Regions from separate parts of the Oryzias latipes genome. Here regions 2 and 3 are each linked to region 1. A link is a contact called in public Hi-C data. All regions are on one chromosome and are shown on one strand. The core of a region is the stretch at or near the end of the contact, and the rest is flanking DNA. Distances in the headings are between cores, read along the strand shown. Region 1 overlaps LOC101167359 (lipoma-preferred partner homolog). Region 2 holds the start of lsm2 (U6 snRNA-associated Sm-like protein LSm2). Region 3 holds the start of bcl6 (B-cell lymphoma 6 protein).

The links. Hi-C and Micro-C count contacts between places; a contact is called where the count stands out from the background.
Region 2: a Hi-C map of embryo shows a contact between it and region 1, with 1.9 times the contacts expected there. The contact joins the promoter of lsm2 here to the enhancer-like site in region 1. A contact is called at or near these places in 2 of 5 Hi-C or Micro-C datasets (embryo and fibroblasts).
Region 3: a Hi-C map of embryo shows a contact between it and region 1, with 2.2 times the contacts expected there. The contact joins the promoter of bcl6 here to the enhancer-like site in region 1. A contact is called at or near these places in 2 of 5 Hi-C or Micro-C datasets (embryo and fibroblasts).

The regions. Positions count from the first base shown.
Region 1 is chr4:27,316,798-27,321,561 of ASM223467v1, reverse strand. LOC101167359 (lipoma-preferred partner homolog) reads right to left here. Exons shown (of 8, transcript XM_023954483.1): 6 at 1,291-1,469. Among protein-coding and RNA genes, the nearest start is that of LOC101164881, 52 kb to the left of the region's middle. Within about 2 kb of position 2,436, at least 5 of the 8 cell types and tissues checked have an H3K27ac peak or open chromatin away from gene starts, as enhancers often do. A contact at or near this core is called in embryo, where this site is marked.
Region 2 is chr4:27,135,549-27,140,312 of ASM223467v1, reverse strand. lsm2 (U6 snRNA-associated Sm-like protein LSm2) reads right to left here and starts at 2,319. Exons shown (of 5, transcript XM_004068207.4): 1 at 2,199-2,319; 2 at 1,946-2,013; 3 at 796-826; 4 at 650-709. The coding sequence starts at 2,201. It overlaps inpp5d (phosphatidylinositol 3,4,5-trisphosphate 5-phosphatase 1), which reads right to left. Exons shown (of 27, transcript XM_011474394.3): 27 at 4,637-4,764.
Region 3 is chr4:27,153,104-27,157,867 of ASM223467v1, reverse strand. It overlaps bcl6 (B-cell lymphoma 6 protein), which reads left to right and starts at 2,500. Exons shown (of 10, transcript XM_020702639.2): 1 at 2,500-3,045. The coding sequence starts at 3,018.

The DNA of each region.
Region 1 (4,764 bases), core at 1,187-3,686:
TTCTGCACACATCAGGAGGAATTTTGGTCCACTCTTCTTTGCTTATGACTTCTAAATCAATTGGATTTGGTGATTGTCGCTTCTGAGCTTCAGCTCCCTCCATACATAAGCGTACAGGATTAAGATCTGGAGACTGGCTGGGCCCTTTGAAAAAACGCCACCAAAGCATGATGTTTCCACCTCAATGCTTGACAGAGGGGATGGTGTTCTTGGGCGCCATTGGCAGCATTTCTCTTCCTCCAAACACGATGGGTTTAGTTGATGCTTAAGAGCTCCGTTCTGGTCTCATCAGACCAGTTCACCTTCATCTAAATCATGAAGGTGAACTTCACGTGTGCCTTCTTAAGCAAGGGGACTTTGCAACCACTGCAAGATGTTAAACCATTGCGGCGTAAAGTACTATCAATGGTTTTCTTAGTTTCTTAGACTGTTGTCCCAGCTGCTTAGAGATCATCAACCCCTGTTGTGCTGTTTTAGGCCAATATCTCACTCTTCTCATGATGATGGAAACCCCACCAGGTGAGATCTGGTTTGGAGCCTCAGATTCTTGTTTTTCGCACAATTAAACCAACAGTTGTCACCTTAACCTCTAGCTTCTTGCTGATGGTTTTGTAGTCCATTCTGGTCAAACTTCTCCCTTAAATGCACTGAAAGCTCGTTAGTTTTCCCATGTTGGAGTCTGTGTGGTCTGTGTGAACCAGAACTCTTAATGGTTACGAGGGGATCAAATACCTATTTCCCTCAATTAAATGCTAATCACATTGATGGAAGGTTCTAATGAAGCTGCCCTTAGGATGACAGACTGCCAATTTCTTTTTTAAGTGGGCAAACCTACAAAATCCGCAAGGGATCAAAAATGAATTTCTTCTGCTATAGATGAGTTTAATAATAAAAAATAATAAAAGATCTTAAAAGAAAGTCACTGACTGTTTACCACCACAGTTTTTCCTCTGGTGGTCCACTTTGTTTGGCGGCTGTAAAAGCTCACCTGGACCAAACAGGTGAGCTCTGATCTGCGAGTGAGTGACTGTGACTGTGAGTGAACCCGGGTGCAGTTTAGAGCAAGCGTTGTCTTGGATGTACTTTAGTGTGAATGCACGTTCCCTTGAACCCAGAGGGATGCTAACCTTTTTGCATTTCTTACTGTATCTGATATATGAAGTAGGGGGGGATTATGGGTGGGGGCAAAAAGTATTCACAGCACAAATCTGAACTTCTCCAGTGTTAAAGCAAGTTTTAATGACTGGCTGATACCAGAGAGAAAGACCTAAGAATGGTCTAAGGTCATACTTGTGGAAGTCCTCGATGCAGTGGATTTGGTTGGAGGCGTCCACGGTGAAAGGAATGCCGTCCAGGCTGCGGTGACACACCACGCAGATGAAGCAGTGAGGGTGGTAGGCCTTTCCTGTGGCCCTCAGGATGCGCTCCATGATGGGCTTACTGCAGATGCTGCAGGTCTCCAGCGTTTTCTGCGGACACAAACATGCATACTCAACAAAACCTGCTTCCGGTTTACCGCGTTCCCCAACGCATTTCCACTAGACTGGGAGATTTTTCTCTCTCATGCCAGTGATTTTCAACTTGTTTTTGCTCCTGTTTGCTCTTGTGCAGCAAACAAATCCACGATCAGGTTCCTCGGCTCAGCTGTCCTCGAATGCCTCTGGAGCTGAAAGAATCTGATTAGCACTCCCCTCCAAACACAAACACTGTCATTTTTCTGCTGCCCTCTCCCACACTCCATCCTTCCTTACGCAAGAGTGTGTGCAGTAAATATTTTCCCTTTGTGATGACTGCAGGTTTTCTGCAGCCAGGCGACTGGGCAGGCGGCCCACGGGGGGACGTGGCGGCTCCTGCCTCTGACTTATCGGAGACATCTTTCTTCCTAATATCTGCAGAGAGACGCTGTTGGTTATTTCAATATTTCATAAATAACGACCGCCCCTCTCTATGCAGCCATGTAATTACAGGGGGACGGATATTTCAAGTGTGGGTGATCAATGCGGGGCCTGATGAGGATGCGTGCGGGCCGGTGGGTCCCGCTACTGCTGCTGCTTCTTGCTCAGGCCTTTCCTGGATTGTCCAGCCCCCCCTTTTCTCTCTGTCTTTCTGCACTTGGCTGGTCTAAAAAATGCACGGTTCAGCTGCTCCCATCGGCCCCCGCTGTAGTAGCAGGCTGCCTCAGTGTTTCCAAACACAGCTCGGGGTGTGTAGCAACACTGCGCTGCGTCATCCGCTGCCTCGCAGATGCACCAGCGGGCCATGCCGTTTAAAATGACACTTATGTGACCGCTCGGCTGAGGTAAAAAAAAAAAAAAACCTCCAGCCAGCCCCCGCCTGGCCGTGCTGCACACGCACTGACATTTGTATTTACAATGCTAATGAGCGCGGAAGCTCTCTACAGGATGAGGGTCACTGCATCTGCTCTGTAAAACTGCTCCTGACATGATCTCCACAACACGGCGGCGCAGCCCTGCAGGGTGAGAGGCCAACGAGGTGCGCAGCTGATGTACGACTCCGGGCTGGAAAAAAAAGGGCTTTGAAAAACGGCTGTTTCTTCAAAGCACTCCTGGAGAGGCAGTATTTCATGAAAAGCAATGTGTGCCGACAAGCTCTGTGATCCCCCCCCACACCCCTCCCCCAGACCCCTTTCCAAGACAGTAATAGAAATAAACATTATTCCCAGGGCAACATTTGTGTGTAAACAATGTCCATATTGCAATACTGCGTGATCCTGGAAGTGGAATAAAGCCTTTAATGAGCTCGCTGCACTGAACCCTTGAGGCTCGCCTCACACACTCACAAACACACACACACACACGCACACACACACACGCATACACGGGAGGTAAAGAGGGAGAGAAAGCGAGGGGGGTAGCATATTTGCAACCACAGAATGTGAGTGAGATACCAGGGCCAAAAACACTAAACCATCCTCAACTCATCTGTTTGCATTTCTACTTACTTATTCTCATCCGGCCTTCATGTGGGAATACCTTGCCCTTGTTTAGCTTAAGTAGAGCATATGATTTCACAGCACACAGCTCCTCCGGGCCACTGTAATGAGTATAGTGCTCAAAAGACAAAAAATTCTCTCTTCTTTCTCTGATGGTGAGATTCCGTGACCTCAATTAATTCATTCTGCCCGGCTTCAGCGGGTTTGCATTCCTGACTCACTTTATTTGGGATTAGGTAACATTTGTTTTCCCTTTTAGAAGGTTCTGGGTCAGATGTCAGAACAGCGAACGTGGACGGGATTTTTTGTTTAAAATGATTATTCTTTTATTTTGATGTATTTTTGCTTTGTTCCGGCTCGTGGTTTCAGACGTTCTGCAGAAATGCCCTTTCTGTCAAACATCCAGGCTCTTTGCAGTTTGCCACTAGAGGGCTGTCTATGTCTGCACATGTCCGCATTCCTGCTTCTCCCTTGACTAAATGTGATGTATTCAAGCATATGTACCCCCCACCCCCCCTCTTCCTCATACATTTCTCTAAGTGTTTGCCCAGAAGGCTAAACAAATGTCTAGGCAGATGAGGTAAAGGGAATTTAGGTCAGACAGCCTCCTGCTGAACCGAAGGGTGAGCGGAGCGCGCTAAAGTCAACAGCGGCCCGCTTTTCCTATTTTGAAATGGTTCCCTTTTCCTACAAAGTGCTCTCAAAGCACCACAACATCTCAACATGCTCCGGGTCGGCCGGCTTTCTGCTGTTTAGTAACGGGCTTCCAGACACAGTTTGACACCGTGAGGATGAGGAGGTCAATGGAAAGCAAAACATTTAAAAAAGTTAAAAGGCTGAGCTTCCAAGTGAGCAGGACCTGGATAATGAAGGGCTATGTAGATCAAATCCTGGGCTCTTCTGGCATAAAAAGGCAAATAAAACAAGAATAAATCAAAGAGCTAAGTTAAAAATTCCCCTTTTTTTTTTTCAAAGAACGACTGAAAACTAAAACAGAAACACTGAATAAGAGCTCAATTAATCAACACGGCATAAAAATATTGAAAAGTGTGAAATCTTCACATGGGAAACTTTAAAAGGCTTCATGAAAAACTCTCTGGATACACACAGACTTCATTAAAGGGAAATAAATGCTTTTAAATGTTCTAAAACAGAAGACACAGGGATGTCTGATATTTGCAAACGGATAAGAATCCGGATCTTCTGACCCTGTGGACGTCACTGACACATGTATCCGCTGCGGGTTATGACCACATCCAGTCACACAGGCAGGAACCAGTCCACATCAGAACCTCTGAGCACCGTTTACGTTCTGCTGCTCCGATTTCAGGGCGAGCCAAATATACAGATGATCTGATGTTGTGCGAATGTGAACGCAGGTCGTCCAAACGCTCCCAGAATGCAGGGGTCAGAGCCAAAACATGCTGTGGGAATTAACTGCGTGCTACCAAAGGCAGTTCTGCTGCATCTAACAAGAGTCTGATGAAAGACGGGCTGAGCAGTGCTGCTGCTGCTGGGTTCCTCTGGACTGAACCACTGACTCTGACTTGTTGGTGAAAAATGACTCAAACAGTGACAGTGACCCCCTCTTTCTCCTGGGGCAAGGTGTCTGTTGACTTAAGCATCCATGACACGCAGCTTCTGTCCTTTTAGTCTGATTTAAAGCAGGACAAAATAGGCAAGCTTATTAGGGTCTACCTTAGTGATAAAGCTGGGAATATAAGAGGCCAATGGAAATAACTCAAATGGATCAAGTTAAAAAAAAAAAAAACTAATAGTTTGAAATGGTTTAAAAAGTTTAGGTAAAATAC
Region 2 (4,764 bases), core at 1,070-3,569, 180 kb after region 1:
CTGCTGTTCAACCCGAGCATCAGAATGAGGAAAAAAGGTGATTTAAGTGATTTTGAACGCAGCAAAGCTGAAATCATCTATTAATAATGAGTTCTCTGGACTCGATGGTCTCCACAGTCACCAGATCTCAACCCAATAGATCACCTTTGGGATGTGGTGGAACGGGAGATTGGCATCATGGATGTGCAGCCGACAAATCTGCAGCAACCGTGTGATGCTGTCATGTCAATATGGACCAAACTCTCTGAGAAATGTTTCCAGAACTTTGTTGAATCTCTGCCACCAAGGATTAAGGCAGTTCTGAAGGCAAAATGGGGTCCAACCCAGTACTAGCAAGGTGCGCCTAATAAAGTGGGCAGTGAGTGTAGAACTTCTGCATATTTTTAAATGTTTTTCTGAAAAATTGTAGTTTAGAAACTCTGAAAAATGTTTCTAAATCTTTGCTGTTTACCTGAAGAACTGCTGTCTGCTCTGCCCTACACTGAAACTGAACTTCCAAAGGTGTGCTTCTACATTTCTCACCCAGCAGACAACTTTAAAAATGTTTGTTATACTGACAGAAGGAAATAAAAGAATAAAAACAACTGTATGTTTTAGAGGCCTCTATGCAAACTTTAGACTAAAAAGTAAACCATAGATGAGGACTTGCCATGTGTGGATACTTCTCTGGGTCTGTCACACTGATGTCGGTCAACTTGATGTTCAGGTACTAGATGATGACAAGAACAACATTTTTAAATTGCAAACCAATACATTGATTAATTAAAAAAAGTAAAGAATTAATTATTTTCTAACCTGATCAACAGAATGAAGCGTCCCACAGATACTGGGGGGAAAAAGAGAAAATGAAGCTTTCAATGCAACAGTGAACTTTTGATGTTAAATGACTTTCTGGGAATATGCAAATTTGTATTGAACAAGTCAAAGTTTTTGTTCAGTAAATTTATTTCTATTGTCAATGCTGCAGGAAAGTCTGTTTTTTCTTATATCCCACTCTTATCTTTTTAAAGCGCTCCTAGTGGTCTTTAAATGTGCTGTTTTTAGCCAAAAATAAAAAAAAAACCTGCGTCGTTTTCTAGGACAGTTTCTGCAGAGCAGCAGTTGTTCACTAGAAATTTGTCTGAGATCGTTGGTGCAGAGCAAGCCTGCCCCATCTTCCCATCATCCTTTGCTAACTTACAACCCCCCCCCCTTAACCCAACATTAGGTGTGCAACAAAAAAGAAAAAAAAAGTAATATTGGAGCAATCCAGCCGTACAGTTATTTGTGCCAGCTCAGACCAGGAAAACAAAGACGGACAAATCTATTTGCCTGCAAGTGGATGCATCAGAATGGAGCAGAGCAGGGAGCTTATGGCATCAAAACCACTTTTTTCATTTGGATGGGTTTTTAAAAAAAGTACCACATGTCTAAGTATCGTCCATCTGTGAGAGGAGCTAAGAATTATGAGTTACGTCTTTAAAGAATGCCCAACAACTAACTGTAAGCTAATTTTAATATTTACTTTTGAGCTTTCATCATGAGATGCAGCTAGTTTGATTGACCCCCCACCCCCACCCCCGCAATTGACCCTACTTCTTCGGGAAAAAGGTCTAAAATGAATTTGCAGCACGTTTGCAGACCAAGAGTTAGCTCAGAAAACTAACAGGAAAAAAAGTACATTTTTCACGCTGCTGGCACCAACCTATTGAGCCAGATTTGCAACAAATGCTGGAAGGAAGGGATGGCAACCCCACGCCACTGTGACCAGCATGAGATGCAAAACACCAGCTAGAAGGAAAGACAGCAACTCTGACAGAGTCAATGTCTCTGTCAATGCTAAGTAGCTCTTCACTGCACCCATTCAAACAGCGCTAGCAGAACCACGCGCCATTTTTAACCACAAACGGCGCTTTGAAAAGAAACATTACCAAACAAATTGGTATGTTGAGTTATCAAAACCAACCTGAGGTCGTTTTTCAGCTCCACCACCACGTCCTTCCCAACCAAAGACTTGAAAAACGAGTAGAAAAGCTGTAGATTTTTTTTAAAAAAAAGACGATGTTAGCACGATGATGGGCCGACAAAGCGGCTCAGCACACTGCGAGCAAACTCAGCGACAAAACAAAAGAAATTCAGAAGAATTCTGACACTCAGAAACCTAAAATGTTTGACTTAAACTAAAAAAGTACATTTTAAAATGACGATTTACGCCTTACCATTTTGGCTGTGGTGTTCTACAGAAGGTTTGGCTGCTGTTGATGACGTATCAGCCTGCGCCGTGTTTCAGCGGTGAGTGAGTACCACTTTGCGCCACTAGAGGGAGACACACTGTCGTTCAATGTTTATTAAGGAACTATCAGGTGTTTTTCATTGACCGAGATTTAAATTTAGGCTTTCACTCATATTTCTTTAAAAAAAAAAGACATAAAAAACATTATGAGCCATCTCTTAAAAAATTGAATAAAATATCAAAAGTCTAATTCAGATTTAGTCTAGCTTCTAGTCTAGCTACCAGACATGTTTGTGATACTTTTTGTACCTCAAAACTTTATTTTTTTGTAGTATGCAGACCTTTACTGTGATTTAAAAACACACACAAACACAAACCTGAAATGTCTATAATTTGCTGCAAGAGTTTTTAATCAGGATTAAGTTTGTTCCTCAATGTTCTTTTATAAATTACGACGGAGTTTTAGGGCCACCAAAAAAAAACAAAAAAAAAACGTAGGGTCGTAATAAAAACATAGAACCTAAACTATATTAATAACGATATTAATCTTTGTAAAGAAATTGTGTTTTTCTATACTGGTCAAAGGAAAGCATGCTTTTCATGCTTTAATGCTGAAAGTTTTCTGTATGAAAACTGGATATATTTATTGTTTACGTCTTCTAATTTAAAGAACCTTTGGTCTCCAGTGCCATTTGGAGTTTTATTCTGTTTCTTCTCCAATGTCTTTCTGATTTTATCTACAGTTTGATGCAATAAAAATCAGAAAATGAACACAATTGTGACCGTTTTGTTTCAAGAGTTCTTTCTGTATTCTGATGAAAGACCACACGGGGGCAGTGTCGAGCACTCAGATGTTTTAACAAATCTTTTCAGCTTCTTTACTCATCATGGTTTACGAACTTGATCTGAAACAGAAAACTCTATAGCAACGAATCACAACTGAATGTACACAGTTTTATCTTTAAAATAATTATTAATTCAAAAGTTCTTTTGTTTTGTTTTTGAGAAAGTTAAGACGTTGCTCCTGGGTCTTCTGTTGTTGACACGGGTAAATTCCACTAAATGTGCTTAAACTGTGGAGTGGACGGTGTCTCAGTGGACTCTAGTTCAGGATAAAAAACAAACAGGTGAGATAACTCTGGACCATTTACTCCTTTTATGAATTTTCCTATGTTTTGGAAATTCTTTTATTACAAGATACATACTTGATAGAGTGAGTCTTTCTGCAACTGTTAACTTAATTCATTTTCATCAAATATAGGGCTGCACAGTGACGTAGTGGTCCACTAACTTTACTCAACAGTTGCTCAGTTAAAGGATTCAGTGGGTTCTGAGGATGGATAGGTAGATAAGTGGATCATTAAAAGCAAAAACAGAGTTTCTCTATAGACTATCATGTAAAACTAACCCTATTCTAAAAAGACTTTACAGAATGAATAAATGTTGTCACTTGACCCTTGAAGTCACAACGAAACTGTTAATATCATCCGAGCACACACAGGAAACACATCGGAATCACAAAAAAATATAGTTATTATTATTCTTACTTTCTCTTCTGTAAACCACCTCAAATTTGGCGGCTGAACATGCAGGAAAAATGACCAAAAAGGCACAAAAACACCAGGACAGGTGAGCTCCTTTCATTTTTAAAAAGTTTCACTTTGGGCCACGCCCCCAGAGCAACACTAAAACGTTTTCCCGTCCCAGTGACATAAAATTTTTTAGGCTTTAGGTACCGGCGTTCCAAACAGGAAGTACCCATTGGCTCCAAGAAGCCAAAATCCCATTGACTTCTGTTGAGAAATAAACAGCTACTGCTCATTCTTGGTCAGAATAACCATTCTGGCTCTGATACCTTTTTTAAGATTCTTGCTAATCCTCATTTTTTTGCTTTGTCTGTAGTGCGAGTTATTCAAATTGCAAACTGACCAATCAGATGTGGTGCCTACTGGCCCCCCACATCTTTGTTCCAAACGTTGGAATGAGTCTGCTATCACATGGGGGTGTGGCCTTCTAACAAGCTCGCTCAAGATTGGTGAGAGTGGTTGCCATAGAAACGAAGACTCAGACTATTTCGAACTGATCACTACGTACTGACATTGTCTGGCACCAACATGAACAGGTCCTTACAGTGAAAAAATGGCGACTGGATTGACTTTGCTTTGTTGCAGCCAGAAATGGGTCATGTTCTATAACACTCACTCAGTTCAGTTCTTATATACAGTCAATGCAGTGAATATTTAACGTTGCCCACAGCCTTTTTGTGTTGTTTGGGTTTTAATTGGTTTCCTGAAGGGCTGGATTCATTCAGGAAATCGATGCAAATTTGTTGCAGAGTGAAAACAGATTTCCCCGGCATCTCTGAAAATATGAAAAGTAATTTTACTGTAATGTTACGACCACAAAAGCTAAGCAAGCATATACACTTGAACATATTTGGAATTTTATTGTACATCTTAAAGTCAATAAAGTAATGTTTGTGTTAGAAAATACTGTGTGGTAGACATTCATTAGCCACAGTCTAGTGTAAAACTCTAGAATATTTTTATTTT
Region 3 (4,764 bases), core at 1,251-3,750, 160 kb after region 1:
ACCCAACCTAACAACAAAAATGGCAAGCAATATTAGAGCTATCCAGCTGTACAGTTCTGATCCAGATTCCAACTCAAACTAGGAAAACGAAGACGTACATGGATCTATTTATATGTAAGTGGTTGCATCAGAATGGAGTGGAGCAGAGAGCTTATGGACCCTCTTTTGTATATTCTACGTCACAAGTACGCTGTTTTTAAAACGTCTTTTTTTCTCATCTGCTCCTTTCTTTATTCAGTGAATTGAATAAAGAAATAATGGAATGGAAAAATACAAATTTCATCGGAGTGGGTTTTTAAACGGATCTTATGTTATGTTATAGGATGTTGATATGTGCATGTTGATGATGAATGTTGATAGATGTAGACAGATGTTGTATTTATTTACATCCCTCGTCTATCTATTTATGATCTAATCCCATTGAAATAAACTAAAATGTGCTTCTGTGATCATGTGAGTGATCATCTATCACAAACCATTAAAGGCAATCAGGAAGACTAAAGTCAAAAGAAATTGATCTTTCTATTGATTTTTGTTCGGCAGACAAACTTCCAGTAATTCTGTTGATCCGAAGAAGAGATTCTTTGGGCTTTCCTCGTGTGATCATGGCCCACTCACACCTCTGTGAAGAGTCTCTTCACTGAAGCAGGTCAATCCCACAACATTAACCTCGATGCTTTCACTTAGTATCATTTGTTACCGGGATCCAGGGTCACTCCCAAAATAGATCTTCACTTTGCTGCATAAATGCCAGCTAATGCAAAGCTGCAGATTTGGCTCCCGTGACCTTTATTAGAGTTGATAGCGGCAGCCATGAATACCAGGGAGCTCCACTTTGGCACAGCAAAGGCTAGTACTGTGGATGGGCTCCAGATATGTGTGATAGCAGGTAAGTAAGAATGACAAGCAGGTGTTTCATCCCTTACTGATGTGATAATTGCCGCCAGTTGAAAGGTTATCTTCCAAACAGGGGACAGGTAAAGGCTCTGACTCTCTGCTGCAGGATTTTCTTCTGCAGTCAATGCTTTTTAAAAAACCTCTGCTGTTCTGGAACGTTGCCACACACGGCTGGATTTTTATGTTTTTATTAAAATAAAAAAAAGGCAACAAAAAGGGAAAAAAAAGGCACTTCAGGAAATCCGAATCCCGTTTGCATCTGAACGCCTCTTTTGTTCATTCATATCAGATGGCAGCATAATCCAACATCTTTCCCAACATAAAAACGTGCCTGATGTTGTTTGGCTTTGGGGTTTACGGCAACACTGCTTCTGTAGCGGGATCATATGGATTACACTTTCATTTTTTTTCTGCCTGCCAGTCAAACGATGACCGCATGCGTCGCATCGCTGCCAAGTAAAACCCAAATATCCCTCTGATGATTAAGGTCACTCATGTGCTGCTCTACAGAAGCCATCCTCATATAAGCCTCAGACAGCCAAACAAAGTGGGGGCGGCAGTGGTGGGTCGTGTGATTGAAACCCCTGACCCCTGTCAATCTCCTCATTGTTTCGGCCTCCTGCAGGTTCTCTGATCGCACGCTGTTTGCCACAAGACGAGTTCTCCTCTAAGGCCGCGTGACCTGTTGTTGACTTTCCTTTGTGTGTCATTAAGAGGTTTAAGCTCCTTCATGAGTTTATCTCTGGATCACAGGGATCTGCGAGGCTCACCGGTCATTTGCTGTCAGGATCCCAAGGGCTCAGATTGTTGGGGGCTGCTTTACTCTGAATATGATGGAAATGTGTTGGACTAATTTGGCTTTAGCAGGATTGGCTGAATATTAGTCGACTCATCCAGCGGATTATCCCGCAGTCGCGAAGAACACACTCCACGTGGGACCCCCTCGGACACCCGCCGCCTCTGCGCTTTCTTAGCTGCAGTCCTGTCTCCGGTGTGTTCACCGGCGACCCCGCATGCTGGAGGCCCGCTGAAGCCGGCCAAATCTCTGAAGCACTCAAAGCTTCAGAGCTTCTCACCCTGTTTATTCACTGTCTGTGCTCATTAGAAATCAACGTCAAGTGTCCATTATAATTGAGCATTAAAAGACTCAAGATTTGTATGTGGTTGCATCAATGAAAACATAAAGTAATGCATTGTTTTTAGCACTTCCTGCAGCTGCACGACAATCATTCTGCAAACTCAACGCTGACTTCAGGTCCTTTCCCCTCTGCCGTTCTTTTGTTGTCAGGATTTTGCTCCCTAATTTTCTCTGCAGCAGCAACATCACTCATCTTCCCATTGGCCGGGCCACGCTCAAGTGACAGCTGGGGTGATGTAACAACACCCCCTCCACCTCACCAGTCATAAAGAGCAATATCCAGTTCCATGGATTGAGATAATCTTAGGTAGATTAATGCTCTGGGACACTGAAATGTTTGTTGTATAAAAGCTCTGTTTATAAAACAATGTGTTGTAGCTGTATATGACAAACCCATCTGACAGATGGCCTGGGCTCCAAGAGTTCCTCCAGGTTAAAGGCACTGGTTTGTGCTCCGCTGGCTTAACGTGATTTCAGCCTCTGCATTCAAATGAATTCTATAAAGAGGAACTGGGATTATTTTACAGGCTGTTTAATCTCTCCCTCACTCCCTCTCCTGTTTTTTTTTTCCTTCTTCTTTCAAAACTGAGCCTGTCCCACAGTTTTAGCATTCGTGGAAAAGTGGAGCGACTGTGAGTGCGACAATCAATGAACGCTAGAGTGCAGGCGGCCTATCAGCTCAGAGAGCCAGAGAGATGCCCTGTGGACCGTTTCTCTAACGTGAAGCGTGCTCAGTCAATTTGACTCACTTCATCCCAGACGCTGTGCCCGCCTTTCCTCTCCCATCCTGCTCAAGGAGGGCAGACAGGAAGCTTCGCCGGAGCACAGACGCAGATCTGCTGTGCTCCTACAGTGAGGAGCATCTTCACCTCCGCGAAGCTGCCACTCAGGAGATCGGCCAGCCTCTGCCGCTCGGGTTTCTTCGCCAGACGTCCCAACACTTCCAGAACTGGACGCCGGACGAATCCCACCAGATCCCATCATGCCTCACTCTTTTCAACAGAAAAAAGGTGAGACCTCTTTGTTTTGTTATTTAGAAGTGAGGAAAATAAAGTTGAAGACAAATTCCATCAAACTGAAGTGCACGACATGTTTTGCATTCCTTTGCAGTCTTACAACTCATCGTTCAAATTTTTGCACAAAAAAAAAAGAGGAAGGAAATACAGGAAAGGATGTTGATTTTGACTTCTTTAAGTCACAATCCTCACAACGCATTTTTTTCCTGAGATCTGTAAGCGCATACAACTTTCCTTCTGACATGAGGCAAACTTCCAGCTAATATCTGAAGAGCTCCACATAAAACAGGAACAGTTACTGGACGAAAGCTGAACTTCATCCAAAGGCCACAGACACTGGTTTACTCACACCTGCATTGATAACCTGCATATTTCCATATAACTTTTATATTGGTCCTATAATCTCTGAGGTTTAATCAAATCGCTGCCTGTCTTTACGAGATGCAAACTAACCATAAAGGATGAACTGTAGGCACAAGTGTGATAAAACAACCGACATCTGATAGGCAAATGGGAGTATTGACTCCACTAAACAATGACCTTAGGTTTTATCTGCAGTATGTAAAAGCATGTAAAGACGATTTAAGGATTAGCCGCGAGGTGAGCAATTTGACAGAACTTTTTGATTCCCTTTTGATTTTCCTGCCAGCTTCGCTCTGCAAGGACATGTCAAACAGAGGTGAGTGTTTTAGATGAAAGTCTTCTTCCCTTCTGAGACAGCTTCCAAAAAAAAACAACCCAAAAACAGTTTTTTCATTTTCAGTTTGAACTTCATTGTCAGCACAGAAAAACTTGCGTGCGCCGTTTTTCGGAGGAATTGCTTGTGGTCTGACCCGTGCAGAACAAAACATATTTCAAAGCGTCGCAAGATGAGGCGCAGATCAAACTGTGTGAAGGTGTTGAGCTCAGGTGCCGGCACAACTTCTGCAAGCCCTTTCCTTGGTGCAGAGATGCTTTTAATGAAAACACAGTGAGGCCAGAGGCATTAAAAAAATGCAGGTTAACTGAGGCCCGATGGCTCTATGTTGATGTGTTCCCTGTTAGTTCAAATAGTTTAGGAACACAAGTGTTTAATGTTTGTGTGACTTTCTACCATATAGACGTGTCTGACTAAATGTTACCTAAAACAGATGCAATTGAAAACATATACTTTTAAAACAAGTATTTGTGTTTGTCATTTTCTGGATGCATTAAGTACATTATCGATATTTTATTTAAATACAATTCAGCTGCTTGCCTTTGTAAAATCCATGGTGGCACACAGATTTTTCCTCTTTTTTCCCCATCTGGGGAATAGTTGCATTGCTTTCATCCTCGCCAATCCCATGTTGCCATGTTGGGTTTTAATCCGTTTATTGCTTTGGCTGGAGGAAACCTTTAAAAAGGCTGACATGGAAATACACCTAAACGCCACTGGAGAGCGGAAATGTTTGAAATCTTGATGGAAAAGGAATGGCGTAAAACCTGACTGTGAAAGGAAGCGCTGGATGATCCTGCGTGAATGTGAGGTAATTAAAAATGAAGATGTGTTCCGCTTTAGTTTTACTAGCGCTCCACCCAGGATTGCATTCATATTTTAGGATTTATTTATTTTTTCCAAATCTAATGTGGAAGCGGCAGAGACAGACTGCTGAGCTGGAAGATGTGCCGCTTTGGTGAAGCGTGGCCTGGAGCTGGGTGTGTGAGTTTCCTGTTCAGCCAGCCCGTACACTA